3 separate regions of the Mus musculus genome follow, and all the other regions are linked to region 3. The links are chromatin contacts, called in public Hi-C and HiChIP or PLAC-seq maps. All regions are on one chromosome and are shown on one strand. The core of a region is the stretch at or near the end of the contact, and the rest is flanking DNA. Distances in the headings are between cores, read along the strand shown. Region 1 overlaps Dipk1a (divergent protein kinase domain 1A). Region 2 has its middle 21 kb from the start of Mtf2. Region 3 holds the start of Dipk1a (divergent protein kinase domain 1A).

Region 1 (3,105 bases), core at 471-2,970, 40 kb after region 3:
TGAGCCTAAATAATTATGTCCTAGGAATGAAGGAAACCTCTACTTTCTTACAGTTATTAAAACAGACATGCTGGGAACATATGATATTAGAATGGCCTCCTGGGGGAGATCACAGACTCCATTCTCAGATGCCATTAAGACAATTACAAGTTTATCTTCACTCCAGCCCCTGACAACCACTAATCCATTTTGTGTCTCCTATGTGAGCTTTTTTTTAAAAAGAATTTATTTATTATTATACATAAGTACACTGTAGCTGTCTTCAAGCGTGCCAGAATCAGGTCTCCTTATGGGTGGTTGTGAGCTACCGTGTGGTTGCTGGGATTTGAACTCAGGACCTTTGGAAGAGCAGTCAGTGCTCTTACCCACTGAGCCATCTCTCCAGCCCCCAATGTGGCCTTTTTAATCTGGTTTCTTTACATGTATGAAGCTTTCAAGGCTCACATTTGTGGTATGCACCAGGACTCTAGGGTCTCTTGTAGCCCAGGCTGATCTTGAACTTACACTATAGCTGAGGAGGATGACCTTAAATTTTGATCCCTCCGCTTTTGCCTTTTGAGTGCTGGGATTATAGGTATGGGCCTCCTAGTCAGTCTCCATGGCTCTGGGAATTGAATCCAGGGCCTGTGTGTGCTAGGCAGACATGATACTAAAGTTCCATCCCCATCCCTTCATTTTTTTATGATCAAGTAATAGCCTGTTGTATAGGACAGCATACTCTGTTATCTGCTCGCCAGATGATAGGTATTTGAATTTTCTCCATTTTTTACTATTACAAGGAATGCTGCTATGAACATGTGGAACAGGTCCAAATTCATGTGTGGACATTTGTTCTCAGTTCTTTTGACTGCATACCTAGAAATGGAACTGCTGGGTCACACGCTCAGTTTTTCCTTAACCTTTTGAAGAACTGCCAAATTGCTTTCCAAAGCAGCTGCTCCAGTCTTCATCCCTGCCAGCAGTGTGCAAGAGTCTGATACCTTTTGGCTTCATTTCCAGCTCTCAATGCAGGACTTGCTCTGTGGTAAACATTGAGTAGATGCCAAATTTCTTACTGATGTTCTCACATCAGGGAAAACTGGAGTAAGCAAAATGAAGGCTGATAGCTACTAAAACCTCCTGCAGATGGTGGAGGCTTCAGACAGTGTCAGAGCCCTACCAACATGGCTACAGCTTGGGTATGGCTTACCCTCTAAGTTTCATGTCCTGGAAACTCAGTCCCCACTGTACAAGCATGGAGGCTGAAGGATGACAATTTTGGTATATTCTTTATTTTTCTGTTTATTAGGGTTGGAAGAATGATGTAGATCAGAGAAAATAAACAGAGAAGAGTACTAAAAGATTGTTTCAGAGTAGGGGCTGTGAGGCATGGTTAGAGCCTCTGGTATGTGCTGTGTTGTACTGTTGACAGCTTCTTACACTCTGTGGTCCCTGTACATTGTATGTGAAGCCTGAAGGAATTTAAGAGATGATTAGACTCCTTCACAGGGTGAGGAACAGAGTACCCAGTCTGTGCAGTTTATGTGAAAGAGGCTGGTATCAGGAAGAATAAAATGGGTGTTTCTGGCGTGTTCTACTGAAGGACTCAGAATCCATCTTTGTGATATTTCAAAAGCATAAGTGTCCCCCAAATATGGATAAAATGAGCAGACCAGTTTGTCTTCTTCATATCATGGCTTAAAGACTGTATCCTTTAAGAATTGGAGCACACAGGGCTACTGATGGGTAGAGATAACTCATCAGAGGTCTATTGTAGCCCAGGCTGATCTTGAACTTAAGGCAATCAGTATCTTGGCTCACCCTTAATTCTCTCACATTTCATTGTATGATCTCAGGAATAAAGTGTATAAATGATGGTATTATAATGATTTGGTATTAATTTTGCCTTAGTTAGAAAGCCAGCCTGTTTTTGGCATGAATGTGGTGGACAGAAATAGCAGCTCAGCTAACTCTGTGGTTTCCTGCATGTGATACCATGGCTGCTAAGAGTCTGTTCAGCGTAGCTACACAAGATTGACAACAAAAAGACTATATACTTTTAAAATTTTTAAACCTGCCCTGTACCTTTTGATTTTTCTGAACTCATAGATTATGAACTCTAAAGACAGCAAGCTCAGCTCTGTACACTTGTCAAGCCTTTGAGAGGAGTGTAGGGTGTGCTCCCAGGTTTGAGCAAATGAAACCCTTTTGAGGTACCTAATACATTGTAATGCTTTTCAAATTACTTTTAGGAGTTAGGGAGCCTGCCCAGTGGTTAAGAGTACATATTGCTTTTGCAGAGGATCAGTGTTTGGTTCCTAGCACCACATAGTGGTTCTCAATGATCTGTAACTCCAGTTCCAGGGCATCTGGTAACTTCTTGCATCCACTGGCACTAAACATACACATGGTGCACAGACATTCATGCAGGAAAAACACTCATGTACATAAAATAAAAATAATCTTAAACAACTTAAGAGCTTTCACTCTCTTTACATAAAATTTCTTGCAAATTTTTGTATAATATTTTTGTACTCCACCTGTCTTCCCTTCCATCTAAGAGAATCCTTTATACGGACACATAGATTTTTAAGTTTTCATTAATGTAATTCTATTGTAATACTTATTCTGAGTTATGAATCATAAGTTAAAGAACAAACTACCACTTATGACCTTATATCGACCCAGTGTCTGAGTTCTTAGGCCAGCTGAGGCACACTTGTAATCGCAGCTATTCAGGAGGCCCACAGTCAGCCTGGGCAACACAAGTGAGACCTGTCTCAAAAAAGTTTTAAGGGACTAGAAAGATGGCTCAACAGTTAAGATGACTGACTGCTCTTTCAGAGGACCCAGGTTCCATTCTTAGCACCCACATGTTAACTCACAACCACCCATCATTCCACATCTGATGCCCTCTGCTAGTCCCCATAGGCACTGGGTACACACATGGTTCACACACATACATACAGGCAAGCTCCTATACATATAAAGAATTTAAAAGTTGGCAAAGTTTCTTTATGTAACCTTGGCTGTCCAGGAATTTCTCTGTAGATCAGACTGCTCTAGAACAGAGATCCACCTGTCTCTGCCTCCCAAGAGCTGGGAATAAAGGCGTGCACCACCATG
Region 2 (3,016 bases), core at 101-2,600, 58 kb before region 3:
AAAGGGGTGGGAGCAAGGGAAATATGATCTCAGACCAACTTTTACCACATTGTTCAAGCCCAGAGCAGTCAGCCCACCTGGGATCTTCTATACTGGGACCATTCACTCAGAGATGAGTGACTTAACCTTTGAAATGGATGGAGTAGCCAGCATAGCTGATTTTTTTTAATGTCTGAAATAAATATTTTAAATGTATCTCTAGAATAAACTTCCTAGGGATCATGTTGTATGTTTTCCTACACCTACTTTGCCATTTCCTTTATTTGATTTGTATGAATTCTCAGAACAGCTTCCCCACAAATATTATTAATTCTAACCTAATTCTAATTCTTTTAAATATTTAAAAAATCTCAAGTATGTAATTATTTGTGGGTCTATGTATATGTGTGGCTGTTGTTATGAACAGGTTCTTTCATTTCGCCATTTGGGTCTCAAGAATCAAACTCGAGTTGCCAGGCTAGCTGAAGCACCTTCACTCTCTTGAGCTATTTTATTAGCCCCGGTGAGATATTTATTTCTAAGATGGGGTACTTGGCCTCAACAAGGTGGAAGACATCTTATGTATAAGATTCTTTTGTTTTGTTTTGTTTTGTTTTGTTTTGTTTTGTTTTGTTTTGTTTTGTTTTGTCTTGTCTTGTTTTGTTTTGTTTTTCGAGACAGGGTTTCTCTGTGTAACCCTGGCTGTCCTGGAGCTCACTTTGTAGACCAGGCTGGTCTCAAACTCAGAAATCTGCCTGCCTCTGCCTCCCGAGTGCTGGGATTAAAGGCGTGCGCCACCACCGCCTGACTCACGTATAAGATTCTTAATGAGTAAGAATTAAGCCTAGCTGAGCATATAGTTACTCCTGTAATCCTAGCACTTGGGAGGCGGAGGCAGAGGCAGAAAGAGCAGAATTACAAGGTTATCCTCAGCCACTTTGTGAGCTCCAGGTCAGTCTAGGGTACATGAGACCCTGTATGGAAAAATAAGGAAGGAAGGAAGGGAGGAAGGAAGGAAAGAAAGAAAGAAAACAAAGTAAAGAAAACATCAGAAAAAGTGCCCCCCCACACACACAAATAAGTAAATAAAAATGTTGAGAAGAAAGAAAATGACAGAAAAAAAGTGGATAGGGTTACGGTTTAAAAAAAATGGGATGTGAATAAAGTGTGAATAAACGTGTTTGTACATGTCTCTGGAACATCCCAGAGCCAAATTAGAAAGCTTCTGACCAAGGCTAATAATATTAGCTAACATTTTTAACATTAGTGTAATCAGTGGGGAGAAGGCTCAAACATGCTACAGTGCACATGTGGACAACCCGAGGGGTGGGGTCTCTCATTCTACCACGTGGGTCCCAGGGTCAGTAATTCAGGTCAGCAGTCTTGGTGGTCAGCCACCGCCTTTCCCAGCTGAGCCTTTTCTCTAGCTCCCTGGCTGACACTCACTGCTGCCAACCACTGCGCTAAGAGCTCTACAGTCTGTCAGTGTCACACAGTCACACCTTTACTTTTCTCTGAGAAACCATCAGTTTGTGATAAACTGAAGTTTATGGTTCATGATCACACGTCAGTAATTATGGTTGTCTGAGCACTGAGGTTTCCTGGCTCCAAAATGCAGGCTTTGAAACGCTTTACCATTTGGCCTTTTATGAGAGAATTTCAGCCACTGGAACAGGATGTTTGTAGTGCCCTGGGTTGGAATTATCCCACCTAGACAAGGTGCTCTGGGTTGCTCTCAACCTGCTTTCCCAACTCCTGTCTCTATTTTGTGTTCTCCCATCCATTCCTCTTTCCCAGCCAAGATCTGTGGCTTCTCCTTTTCAGGGTAAGTCCTTTGATCAAACTTGACAATTTGTGGTTAACACCCAAGCTTCACCTCTCTGCTGGAATCCGATACCTTTGGATACTTTTACTCTCCCTCCCCCCACTTCAGTTTGATGATGCCCCAGGTGTAGCCACCAGAAAGCCAGATGTTGGACAACAGTTGGTACTATGAAATTAAGAGTGAATAATTCCCCCTCCCACCCCCCATCCCAGACAGGGTTCTTCTGTGTAGCCCTGGCTATCCTAGAGCTCACTCTGTAGACCAGGCTGGCCTTGAATTCAGAGAACTGCTTGCCTCTGCTTTTCAAGTGCTGGAATTAAAAGCTAAAAGTGTTTTTATTCTCCTTCTCCTCCTCCTCCTCCTCCTCCTCCTCCTCCTCCTCCTCCTCCTCCTCCCCCTCCCCTCCCCTTCCCCCTCCCCCTCCTCCTCCTCTCCCTTCTCCTCCTCTTCTCCCTCCTCCTCCACCCCCGCCTCCTTCTTCACCGAGTCTTACAGTAGCCCAGACTACCTGGAACTACTTACAATAGCCCAGAACTTCCTGTCTCCACCTCCCAAGTTATAGAAATACAGGCATGTGGCACCATTCATGGTTTCAAGTGGTGCTACGGTTTTGTGCTCATTAGAATCAGCACTCTATCAGATAAGCTAGAGCTACAGTACCATGTTTTTAAGTTATTTTATCATGTGTATTCATGTTATTTTAAATTTAACTTTTCCCTTCAGTTTTATTTTATATGTATGGGTATTTTACCTGTACATATGTTTGTGCATCTGTGAACCAGGCTTGTGCAGTGCCTAAGGATGACAGATTCCCCTGGAACTGGATTTAAAAACAGTTGTGAGCCCTTATGTGGTTGCTGGGAATTGAACCTGGGTCCTCTGGAAGAGCAGCCAATGAGTTTAACTACTGCGCCATTGAGCAGTGTCTTCAGCTCCTATGTATGAGTGCTTTCCCCACATGTGTGTTTGTGTGCTACACACGTGCCTGGTGCCCATGGAGACCGAAAGAGAGCATCAGATCTCCTGGAACTGAAGTTACAGATGGTTGTAAGCTGCCATGTGGGTGTTGGAAATCAAACCCAGTTCCTTTGCAAGAACAGTAGGTATTTTTTAACTGCTGTGTCATCTCTGTAGCCCCTGTTTTGTTTTGTTTGTTTTGTTCATTTTGCTTTGAGACAGTGCCTTACAAAGGCAGTATAAGATAGTTTATTC
Region 3 (2,732 bases), core at 190-2,689:
TACACATATAAATAATAAAATCTTAAAAAAAAAAAAAAAAAGGGCTGGTGAGATGGCTCAGCAGGTAAGAGCACCCGACTGCTCTTCCGAAGGTCCGGAGTTCAAATCTGAGCAACCACATGGTGGCTCACAACCATCCGTAACGAGATCTGACTCCCTCTTCTGAAGTGTCTGAAGACAGCTACAGTGTACTTACATATAATAAGTAATAAATAAATCTTTAAAAAAACAAAAAACAAAAAAACAACTAAAGGAAACCGGTAGGATCCGTCCTTTCCTCCTTCTTCCTTCCCTCCCTTTGTCTGTCTTTGTCTTAAGTAGCTCCGGTTGGCCAAGTGCTGGAATTACAGGCATGAGTCACCATGCCCAGCTCATATTTACTTTTACTTTAGAAATTACTGAAGTCATTTAATTAAAAGTGAAAGTCAGTGGCTCATGCACTTCTTTGCGAGTAACAAAATATTATCCAGGTTAAAGACCTGTTTCCAGAAACTGAAAGCACTAGAAACATAAAGTACGGCATAGCAAGGGAAAAAAATGAAGTAGGACCTGCATCTCCCTGCATTGAAGTCACTCAGATCAATAGCTGTACTCCTCCCAGGGTGGCCCCTTCTCCCTTATTTGGCCATCAGTGTCAACAGAAGAAAGCAACGCCTTGAGGTGTATAGCCTTAACTGAGCTGCTCTGCTATATCCTAGAAGGTCTCCTGCCTTCACTGTATTTATCCGGCATTTATTTATTTAATTATGTATTTAACGTGTGAATCATGATTCTGTGGTAGAGGCAAGAAAACTCTGAGGCTGTTTTGCAAACAATGCAAACTTCAAAAAGTCGAAATGGTAAAAAAGAAAGAAAAAGAAATAAAAGAAAAAAATTGCATTAAATTTAAGGTACGCAAAGAGGCGAAGTGTCTGGAAGGCCACGCAGAACTGAGCGGGAAGGAGTCCCTTCCTCCCCTAGATAGCGGTGGTCGCGTCTCCGGAGAGCCTCCTTTCCCTGGAGAGGATCTATGAGTTAGTTGGTCGCCTAGGATGCAGCTCTAAGCATCCACAGAATTTCCGTGCAATCCGCTCGCACAGGTCCAGAGCGCGGACGGCGGGACTCCGCGCGTGAAGCCGCAAGCCTCACAGTGAAGTGGGCGCTCCACGGAGCCCACGTTTTGCGCACCCCCGTGCTGCTCGCACCCGCCTCGGCCGTACCCCTCCCCCGTCCGCGCCTCCCCTTTAAGCACGGAGGCGCAGGCGGATTTGTGTCGGCGGACGCGAGGCTCGACTCCCCTTTATGGCGGAGCCCCGCGCCCGCGCCTTGACGACCGCCGCGGCTGGCGGTGGGGGTGGGGTTCTGCGCGCGGAGCCGGCCTCCGCTACCCGCCGCCCTCGCCGCAGCGCGGCCCCGGGGAGCGCGCGCCGGGGGCGGGCCGTGGGCGGGCCGGCGGGGCAGGGGCGGGGAGGCCGGCGGGCGGCCGCGCTCGGGTCCGCCTCCGACTGCGGCGCGGCGGGGCGATGTGAGTGCCATGGCGAGGAGTCTCTGCGCGGGGGCCTGGCTGAGGAAACCCCATTACCTCCAGGTAGGCCGGCCGCGGCCCCGCCACGCGCCCTCCGCTCCGCGCCACGCGGGACTCAGCGCCCCGTCCTCCCTCCGTGCGCGCCCCGCCGCCTCCTGCGGACCGGCACCTGGCGGCGCGCCCTCCCAGCCCTGGTCCCGCTCCTCGGGCGCCGCCCCAGCCCTGAGCCCCTCTGAGTCCCGGCCCCGGACGCGCCGCGGTCCCTCCTCTGCGTGCTCTCCCGCTTTCCCCAAGGGCCCCCCCTCGACCTGCCATTCCTGACTCTGTGTCTGGGGTAGGAAAGGGTGGTGTGTCATTCCTCCATGCTCCACAGAATCGTGACCGATTGTCATACCAGTGGTTCCCCAAGTCCCAGCCAGTAGCTGTGCCTCGTGCAGATCCCCTGGGTTTGGTGTTCTCATCACATCTCTGGTTTAAATGGGAGGGAGGAGTAGGCAAGCTCGATCGAGGCGATGCTTTTGCAAAAAGGGGATGGTGACCGTTGTACGGCTCTTCACTCAGCCCGCCAGCAGTGCGAACGCAATTCACAGTCACGTCGTGTGTACTGTTGCCGTGTTAATTTTTCATGATTTTCTGTTCCGCTGTCAGTAGGCTTTAGAACCCTCCTGCTGCTTTGGTGCACTGTTTGGTCACCAGGGGGACCTAGTAGACGTCGTGAGTAGCTGAGCACAAATCCATAGCTCGGATGGAAAAACAACTACAAATCAATGCCTCACACATTGGCAGTATTGTTATATGTCTCTAGAGGACACTGCTTACATTAAAAGGCCTGACGACATGGGACGTGTATTTAGGTCAGTTGTTGGTGTGCTTCTTATGAGTATGGAAAAAAAAGAAAAAGTTGAGGAGAAACCGTTACTGTCCAAATAAATCTTATATTTTAATTTGAAATTTGCAAGTGTAAGTCATTACATCGAAACGAGAGAAACCCAGATTGAGAGACTGACTTGACAACTCATGGTTTTAAGGGTGTAAAACTGAATGTTTGTAGCAGCGCCACCAGAAATAGTTGTGCCTTGAGTACCAGTATTAGAACCTAGTCTAGCATTCCACCCCTCCAGGTTAAAGTATTTGGGCATGTTTAAAATCTTTGAACTTAAACTACTTAGCTTTCTATTATTAATTTTTGGAGTTGGTAGAGCTTTAGGCTTTAGTTTTGGCTTTAAAT

What was found. A called contact is a pair of places that touch in the nucleus more often than the background predicts. HiChIP or PLAC-seq counts read pairs in DNA pulled down with a chosen protein or histone mark.
Region 1: a contact with region 3 is called in a Hi-C map of uterus, with 2.8 times the contacts expected there. The contact joins the enhancer-like site here to the promoter of Dipk1a in region 3. A contact is called at or near these places in 17 of 39 promoter capture datasets (the 3T3-L1 cell line, 3T3-L1-derived adipocytes, the C10 cell line and 14 more), 2 of 15 datasets of contacts at CTCF or cohesin (CD8 T cells and the NIH/3T3 cell line), 31 of 484 Hi-C or Micro-C datasets (B cells, CD4 T cells, CD8 T cells and 19 more), 20 of 115 datasets of contacts at active chromatin or transcription factors (the 230-238 cell line, CD8 T cells, the HPC-7 cell line and 11 more) and 4 of 9 other capture datasets (adipose tissue, embryonic stem cells, liver and 1 more).
Region 2: a contact with region 3 is called in an H3K4me3 HiChIP or PLAC-seq map of embryonic stem cells, with 23 read pairs. The contact joins the enhancer-like site here to the promoter of Dipk1a in region 3. A contact is called at or near these places in 3 of 39 promoter capture datasets (the 3T3-L1 cell line and macrophages), 1 of 15 datasets of contacts at CTCF or cohesin (the G1E-ER4 cell line), 2 of 484 Hi-C or Micro-C datasets (embryonic stem cells and large pre-B cells), 6 of 115 datasets of contacts at active chromatin or transcription factors (the 230-238 cell line, the SCID.adh cell line, bone marrow-derived macrophages and 2 more) and 1 of 9 other capture datasets (adipose tissue).

The regions. Positions count from the first base shown.
Region 1 is chr5:107,945,521-107,948,625 of GRCm38.p6, reverse strand. All of the region lies in intron 1 of Dipk1a (divergent protein kinase domain 1A), which reads left to right. Among named protein-coding and RNA genes, the nearest start is that of Gm26387, 40 kb to the right of the region's middle. Within about 2 kb of position 1,720, at least 57 of the 459 cell types and tissues checked have an H3K27ac peak or open chromatin away from gene starts, as enhancers often do. A contact at or near this core is called in CD8 T cells, the HPC-7 cell line, adipose tissue and 5 more, where this site is marked.
Region 2 is chr5:108,042,980-108,045,995 of GRCm38.p6, reverse strand. No RefSeq gene overlaps it. Among named protein-coding and RNA genes, the nearest start is that of Mtf2, 21 kb to the left of the region's middle. Within about 2 kb of position 1,350, at least 20 of the 459 cell types and tissues checked have an H3K27ac peak or open chromatin away from gene starts, as enhancers often do. A contact at or near this core is called in the SCID.adh cell line and embryonic stem cells, where this site is marked.
Region 3 is chr5:107,985,784-107,988,515 of GRCm38.p6, reverse strand. Dipk1a (divergent protein kinase domain 1A) reads left to right here and starts at 1,439. Exons shown (of 5, transcript NM_026062.4): 1 at 1,439-1,567. The coding sequence starts at 1,514.